2 separate regions of the Nomascus leucogenys genome follow, and region 2 is linked to region 1. The links are chromatin contacts, called in public Hi-C maps. All regions are on one chromosome and are shown on one strand. The core of a region is the stretch at or near the end of the contact, and the rest is flanking DNA. Distances in the headings are between cores, read along the strand shown.

The links. Hi-C and Micro-C count contacts between places; a contact is called where the count stands out from the background.
Region 2: a Hi-C map of a lymphoblastoid cell line shows a contact between it and region 1, with 4 times the contacts expected there. The contact joins the enhancer-like site here to the promoter of MRTFA in region 1. A contact is called at or near these places in 2 of 4 Hi-C or Micro-C datasets (a lymphoblastoid cell line and an unstated tissue).

The regions. Positions count from the first base shown.
Region 1 is chr7b:9,876,186-9,879,077 of Asia_NLE_v1, forward strand. MRTFA (myocardin-related transcription factor A) reads left to right here and starts at 1,526. Exons shown (of 14, transcript XM_030815487.1): 1 at 1,526-1,762.
Region 2 is chr7b:10,073,831-10,076,722 of Asia_NLE_v1, forward strand. It overlaps MRTFA (myocardin-related transcription factor A), which reads left to right. Exons shown (of 14, transcript XM_030815487.1): 4 at 2,819-2,874. Among named protein-coding and RNA genes, the nearest start is that of SGSM3, 59 kb to the right of the region's middle. Within about 2 kb of position 1,466, the one cell type or tissue checked has an H3K27ac peak away from gene starts, as active enhancers do. A contact at or near this core is called in a lymphoblastoid cell line, where this site is marked.

The sequences.
Region 1 (2,892 bases), core at 276-2,775:
GCTGATTTATAGTGAGTAATTGGGAATACCCAAGGCCACTTGGACTTTTGCCGCTCTTGGATAGAGCAGCACCCTCTCCCGCCCTCCCTCTGAGAGTTCACCAATGGGCAGTCCCAGAAGCCTTTGAGGGGGGAAAGGGGGTCATAGTGAGAATTTACCCTGGAATGTAAAGTGAGCGGCCCCTTTTCAGTCTTTGCGTCTTCACGCGGGTCCGCCCCAAACCTAGAAGAACGCCCCTGACCCCTTCTTCTTCTACCTACTGTTACTCCTTCCTCTGACTCTGGTGACCCCATCCTCGGACGCCTTCCGGAAAGCGCTTCCCCCTTTTCCACCCCATCGAGTTGGGGTTATTTCTCCTTTTCTGGGCTCTCTCCCATTGCTGGGGAGGAAGGGGGATACGAAGGGCCTGCCTGACCGCGACTGTCATCACAGTGGGCCTGGGTTACCTTCTTTCTCTCTCCCCTTTTGCCTTTCTCCTTTCTCCCTGTTGCAGTCATGGACTTCACTCATTATACATATACATATACATATACATATACATATACATATACATATACATATACATATACATATACATATACATATACATATACATGTTTTTAAATCGGGCAGCCACCCGCTCCCCGCCCTCAGCCCAGAATAGGTGCAGAGAGGTGCCCGGGTTCACTTGCGGAACGTGTGGCCTCTGCGCCTAACGCGCGCCCCTTCACTACACAAATGGGTGCGGGCAAGGGTATAGGATTTTAGAATTCCAAGAGTTGTCGAAGGTCATCCCGTGGAATCCTCTCTTTTGCAGATGCTCTTCCTGGAGCCTTCCGATGCAAGCTCTTGGGCTCACGCAGCCCTTTTCCTCTTCTAAGCCCAGAGCGCTTTCGCTGCTGCTGATCTCCACGGCCTCGGCAGGTAGGGAGGGGTAGGCAGGTGTCAGTGTCCTCCCTTTCACCGTTGGGGAAACTGACTCAGAGAAGCTAGTTGACGGGCCTCGGCGGGGCGGGACTGTAACGGGAATTCAGGGCTTCAGGCCAGAGCGGAATTTATTGTGTCTCGTTTTGGGAAGCGTGAACGTGAAATGATCGACTTCGGAGCCCCAGGCGGAGACCCTTCAGTCCCCGAGAAGAATCGGGATGGGGTCTGGGATTACTCGCGCCTGGGCATTGACCCCTTGGCAACTTGGCAAGGTCCGGCGGGGTCCACCGCCCTTCCCTTCACAGGGTGACCAGAGGGCTGAGGCCTCTTTAAGGTCCAGCGCTCCGCCCCCGGCTCGTCGCCGACCTCCTCGCCGCGGCTCAGCCAGTTCCAGACTTTCCTCAGAGATGAGGTCATCTCCCCGTTGCCCATTGGCTGCGCCGTGCCGTCAATCATAGGAAGTCACGCCGCCGTCTTCGCCTTCTTCGTGCCGCTTCCTTCTCCTCCCGCCCCTTAGTCAGCCGATCACGACCCCGAGCAGGCCTCTGATTGGCTAGCGCCGCCGTCACTTCTCTAGCGGGCAGTAGTCAGGACGAGAGGCGGGCGTGGTGGGCGGACCCGCAGCTTCCGCGGCTGAGAGGAGCCGGCGGTGGCAGTGTCTGTGGTGGCCGCGGCGGCGAGAGCGACGGTCCCATCCTTCCCACTCTCTCGGTTGCCGCTGGCCACACGCCCTCCGCTGGCGGCGACTTCTCAGCTCCGTGCGCCCGGGCTGGACAGTGAGCCTCGAGAGGAGACGGGGGCGGCTAGAGCCGGAGTGGGGCGAGCCGCGGAACCCGGCCAGGAGCCGCGCGAGGCGGTGAGTGAGAGTCGGGGTTGGGGACCCCTCCCCCACCGCGGCCCCGCCCCGCCCGGAGCATCCTTTTTCCCCCCCGACCCCGCTGCGCGCGTCCTCGGGGGGTCGGGCGAGGCGGCCCTCGCGTCCCCGGCCCTCTTCTCGCCGGCCTTCTGCCCCTGCCCTCGGGGCCGGAGTCGCAGAGCGGCGGTCACTGTGCCGGGGCTGGGACCCGGGCCGGGGCCGGGGCCGGGGCCGGGGCGGGCGCGGTCGTGCACCTGTGCACCGCCTGGCAGGGCCGTGCTGCACGGGGCGGGGAGGCACGGAGGTCCTCGCCCTTGCTTCTCCGGGGATGTGTTTTGATTGCAGGGGCGGGGTGTCGGCTGCTTTCTCTGGGGTCTTGTGCAGACCTTCAGGATCCAAGTGCAGTCCTCGGGATTCCCAGGCAAGGAGGCTCAACTGGACTTTTTGGTGCCAGTATAGCAACCTGAATGCTGCCAGGTGTACAGGGCTCTGCAGATCTGAAACTTGATGGCCGAGAACTTTACCTTGTAAGAAAGCGTCTGTCAGGACGCTGATTGCAGTCCACCCTCCCAGCTTCGGGTACCTTTGATACTCCATAGTGCCTAGGGCTGGACCTTTTGAGTCGACTCCCAAACCTGCCACTTGCTAGCTGTGTAATCTTGTGCCTTGGTTTCCTCGTCTGAAAAATGAGGATAATAGCACCAATCGCATACGGCTGTTTGTTGTAAGTGTCGAATGAAATAATTCACGTGAAACGTTTGACACAATGCTTGGCCCATAGTAAGGGCCCAAGAAAATGTTTGCTTTTGGGATGTTGAGAATGACTGGTTTGCCCGTGTTCCTTTAAGCACTAGCCCAGGTTGGCTTTGTCAAGATTTCTCTCTGTTGTCTCCCTGTTATGCAGCGTAACGAAAGGGCAGTTGAATAGTTAACTGCTTGCCAGCCTCTATTTGGCATGAAGTGTGTGTATATACAGGAATGTGGAACACATCACTTAAATATAATAATGGAATTACCCCATGCTTCATATGTTTTTACATAGTTTTAAACTCATAAGACGTCTGGAATATCCACGAGTTGCAAGTTTTTGAGATCTTTTCAGGGTCCTTTCTACATGAAGCTGAAGGCTG
Region 2 (2,892 bases), core at 216-2,715, 200 kb after region 1:
ATCTCTGGCTGTGGTACAGAAACTAGCTGGCCTGTGAGTGAATCAAGCCAGTGATTCAACCAAATTACAGCATTTGGTGACAGCAACACCTGAATATATCGACACATATACCATTTGGTTCAGGGCACTCTCACTGGCGTTTCTTCCTTACAAGGGTTCTGAGAGGTGGGCAGATTCTCACACTGGAAGAAAATTAGACCCAGAAAGCAGTCTCACAGCCCATGTCACCCAGCAGTAATTGGTAGCACTCAGTACTAGAACACAGATCCCTTGACTGTCTATCCAGAACTGTGAGGTTTCGACCCCAGTTCAGAACCAGAATTCTGGCTGTTCAGATGAAAGTTTAGAGCTCTGCTGCAGAATCCTCCCATCCTCCTGTCACTAGTCACCTTGTGTCCGTTTCTTACAGAATACTCACTAATTCATTGAGTGAATAATTATTGAGGGTATACTGTGTGCCTGGTATTCTAGGCACTTGGGGAATACTGTGAGTAACTAAAAAAATAGACAAAACCCTTGCTGTGCTCTGATAGGGACATGTTGTAAATGTAAACGTGGGAGACTGAAAGTAAACAAGAAAAATATGTAGTATTCTGCCCTCCTTTTTTTTTTTTTTTGAGACGGAGTCTTGCCCTGTCTCCCAGGCTGGAGTGCAGTGGCACTATCTCGGCTCACTGCAACCTCCGCCTCCTGAGTTCAAGCGATTCTCCTGCCTCAGTCTCCTGAGAGCTGGGATTACAGGCGCCCTCTACCATTCCTATACAAAAATTTTTGTATTTTTAGTAGAGACGGGGTTTCACTATGTTGGCCAGGCTCATCTCGAACTCCTGACCTCATGATCTGCCCACCTCGGCCTCCCAAAGTGCTGGGATTGCAGGCATGAGCCACCACGCCCAGCCAGATATGTAGTATTTATATAAAGACTGTCAAGACAGTGATGAGTGCTGCGGAGAAAAATGAGGCAGAAAAGGAAGCTGGGGTGGGGTGGACAGTGTCCGTTTTCTCTTGATTCTTTGTACTTACTGTCTCATGCATGTGCTAAGCTTTCCAAGAGCCAAGGTTACGTGTGATCCGTCACACCCAGGTTCCTGCAGAGCAAGACCTTTGGAGTTGAGCTAGCTTTACACAGTAGAAGCAGGTGCAGGGGGTGTCTATTTACCCACTGAAATGCCCACGACCTGCCCATGTAAGAAGTGGGGAAGCCTGGATAGTGCCCAGGTAGGTTGGGGACGTAACCTGTACTGGTTTTTCTTTGATGTTAATTTGTTAAATCTAGAGCTCCCCCTTCTGTTAGAAGATGGGATCTCAGTAGTACTTTTAAGACTAGTTTCTTTTTTATCTTAAGATTCACAAAAAATTTTTTAAAATAAATACTGTTGGGACAATTGAAGCTTTCTTCTGGGACTGCTGTTGCTGAGGCCCAGCCCCCCGCTGGGGGTGGGGAGGAAGGAGGAAGAAGCACAAAGGCCCAGGCAGGATAGGGTCCTATCTATGCTCTCTTGCTACTTTTAGCATCTCCTTAACCCTGCACTCCTACCGCAGCCAGCAGCCTAGCAAAAGTTATCTCTGCTCTCAGTTTCACAGCTCTTTGGAAATTCTAGGGCAGGAGAAGTGAAACTGACCACAGTCTTATAAATTTCTCTCTTATTGCCTCTGTTCCCTACTTGAAGTGAGTCAGGCCTTTCCCTCTCATCCTCAGAGTGTCTTAAGTTGTTATTTGTCCTTACAGCCAAGTTTTTGACAAAAGGAGTCAGACCCTCCATTCATGGTGCAGCTTTTCTGGAGGCTCTTGGTTTGGTCTTGCCACCTGAGTGTTGTTTGCAGAAGTCGAGACTTGTGGTCTTTGTGTGGTATCCCCAGAATAGAGCTGAGCCCTTCGTGTCAGCTGTCGGTTGTGTGTGTTCCTTCACATACAATTGCCATGGGGTTCTTTTAGTCCTTAGAGATGAAATTCAAGTTAATTTTAGCAGCACTATAAATAACAGGTGCAGTGAAGAAGGAAATAGCGCCGAGTGGACATATCTTTTTGGTTTTAACTGTCCCTTTGAAACAGTTTGGCCACTTTATGATTCCTCGTGAGGTTGAGGAAGTAAGGTTAATCTGGCATGCATCTGTGCCCCTTCCTGTGTGCAGGTGTCCTGAGAATAATGTGAGGTCTAGCAGGCGTTCTTGGAGTCCTAGCTGATGGGGGATTTGCGGCTGACGGTCCAGTCATGGGCCAGGGTGTTTGTTAAAGTTACATTCCATGGGTGCACTTTATACAGCCCAAGCTTAGGCAGTGACAGTTCCCATTAGGAGTCATATTTTGGTTTCTACCAAAACTGTTTGAATGGGGTAGCTAAACCATAAAGATAAATGCTTACTCAGGTGTCATTGCCTTCACTTCAACTGATATTTATAGTACTACTAACAGTAACGTGATTTTTTTTTTTTTTTTTTTTGGGACGGAGTCTCGCTCTGTTGCCCAGGCTAGAGTGCAGTGGCGCGATCTCAGCTCACTGCAAGCTCCGCTTCCCGGGTTCACGCTATTCTCCTGCCTCAGCCTCCCTTGTAGCTGGGACTTCAGGTGCCCGCCACCACCACGCCTAGCTAATTTTTTGTATTTTTAGTAGAGACAGGGTTTCACCGTGTTAGCCAGGATGGTTTCGATCTCCTGACCTCGTGATCTGCCTCGACCTCCCAAAATGTTGGGATTACAGGCGTGAGCCACCATGCCCAGCCAGTAACATGAATTTAAGATGCCTTCTCCACTGAATATCGTAGCACTAGACATGATGCTTCACTTGAAGGTAATTCTTTACGGTTCTTCTCTCAACAGCTTTGAAAAGTCCAGCTGCATTTCATGAGCAGAGAAGGAGCTTGGAGCGGGCCAGGGTAAGGTACCTTTTTTCC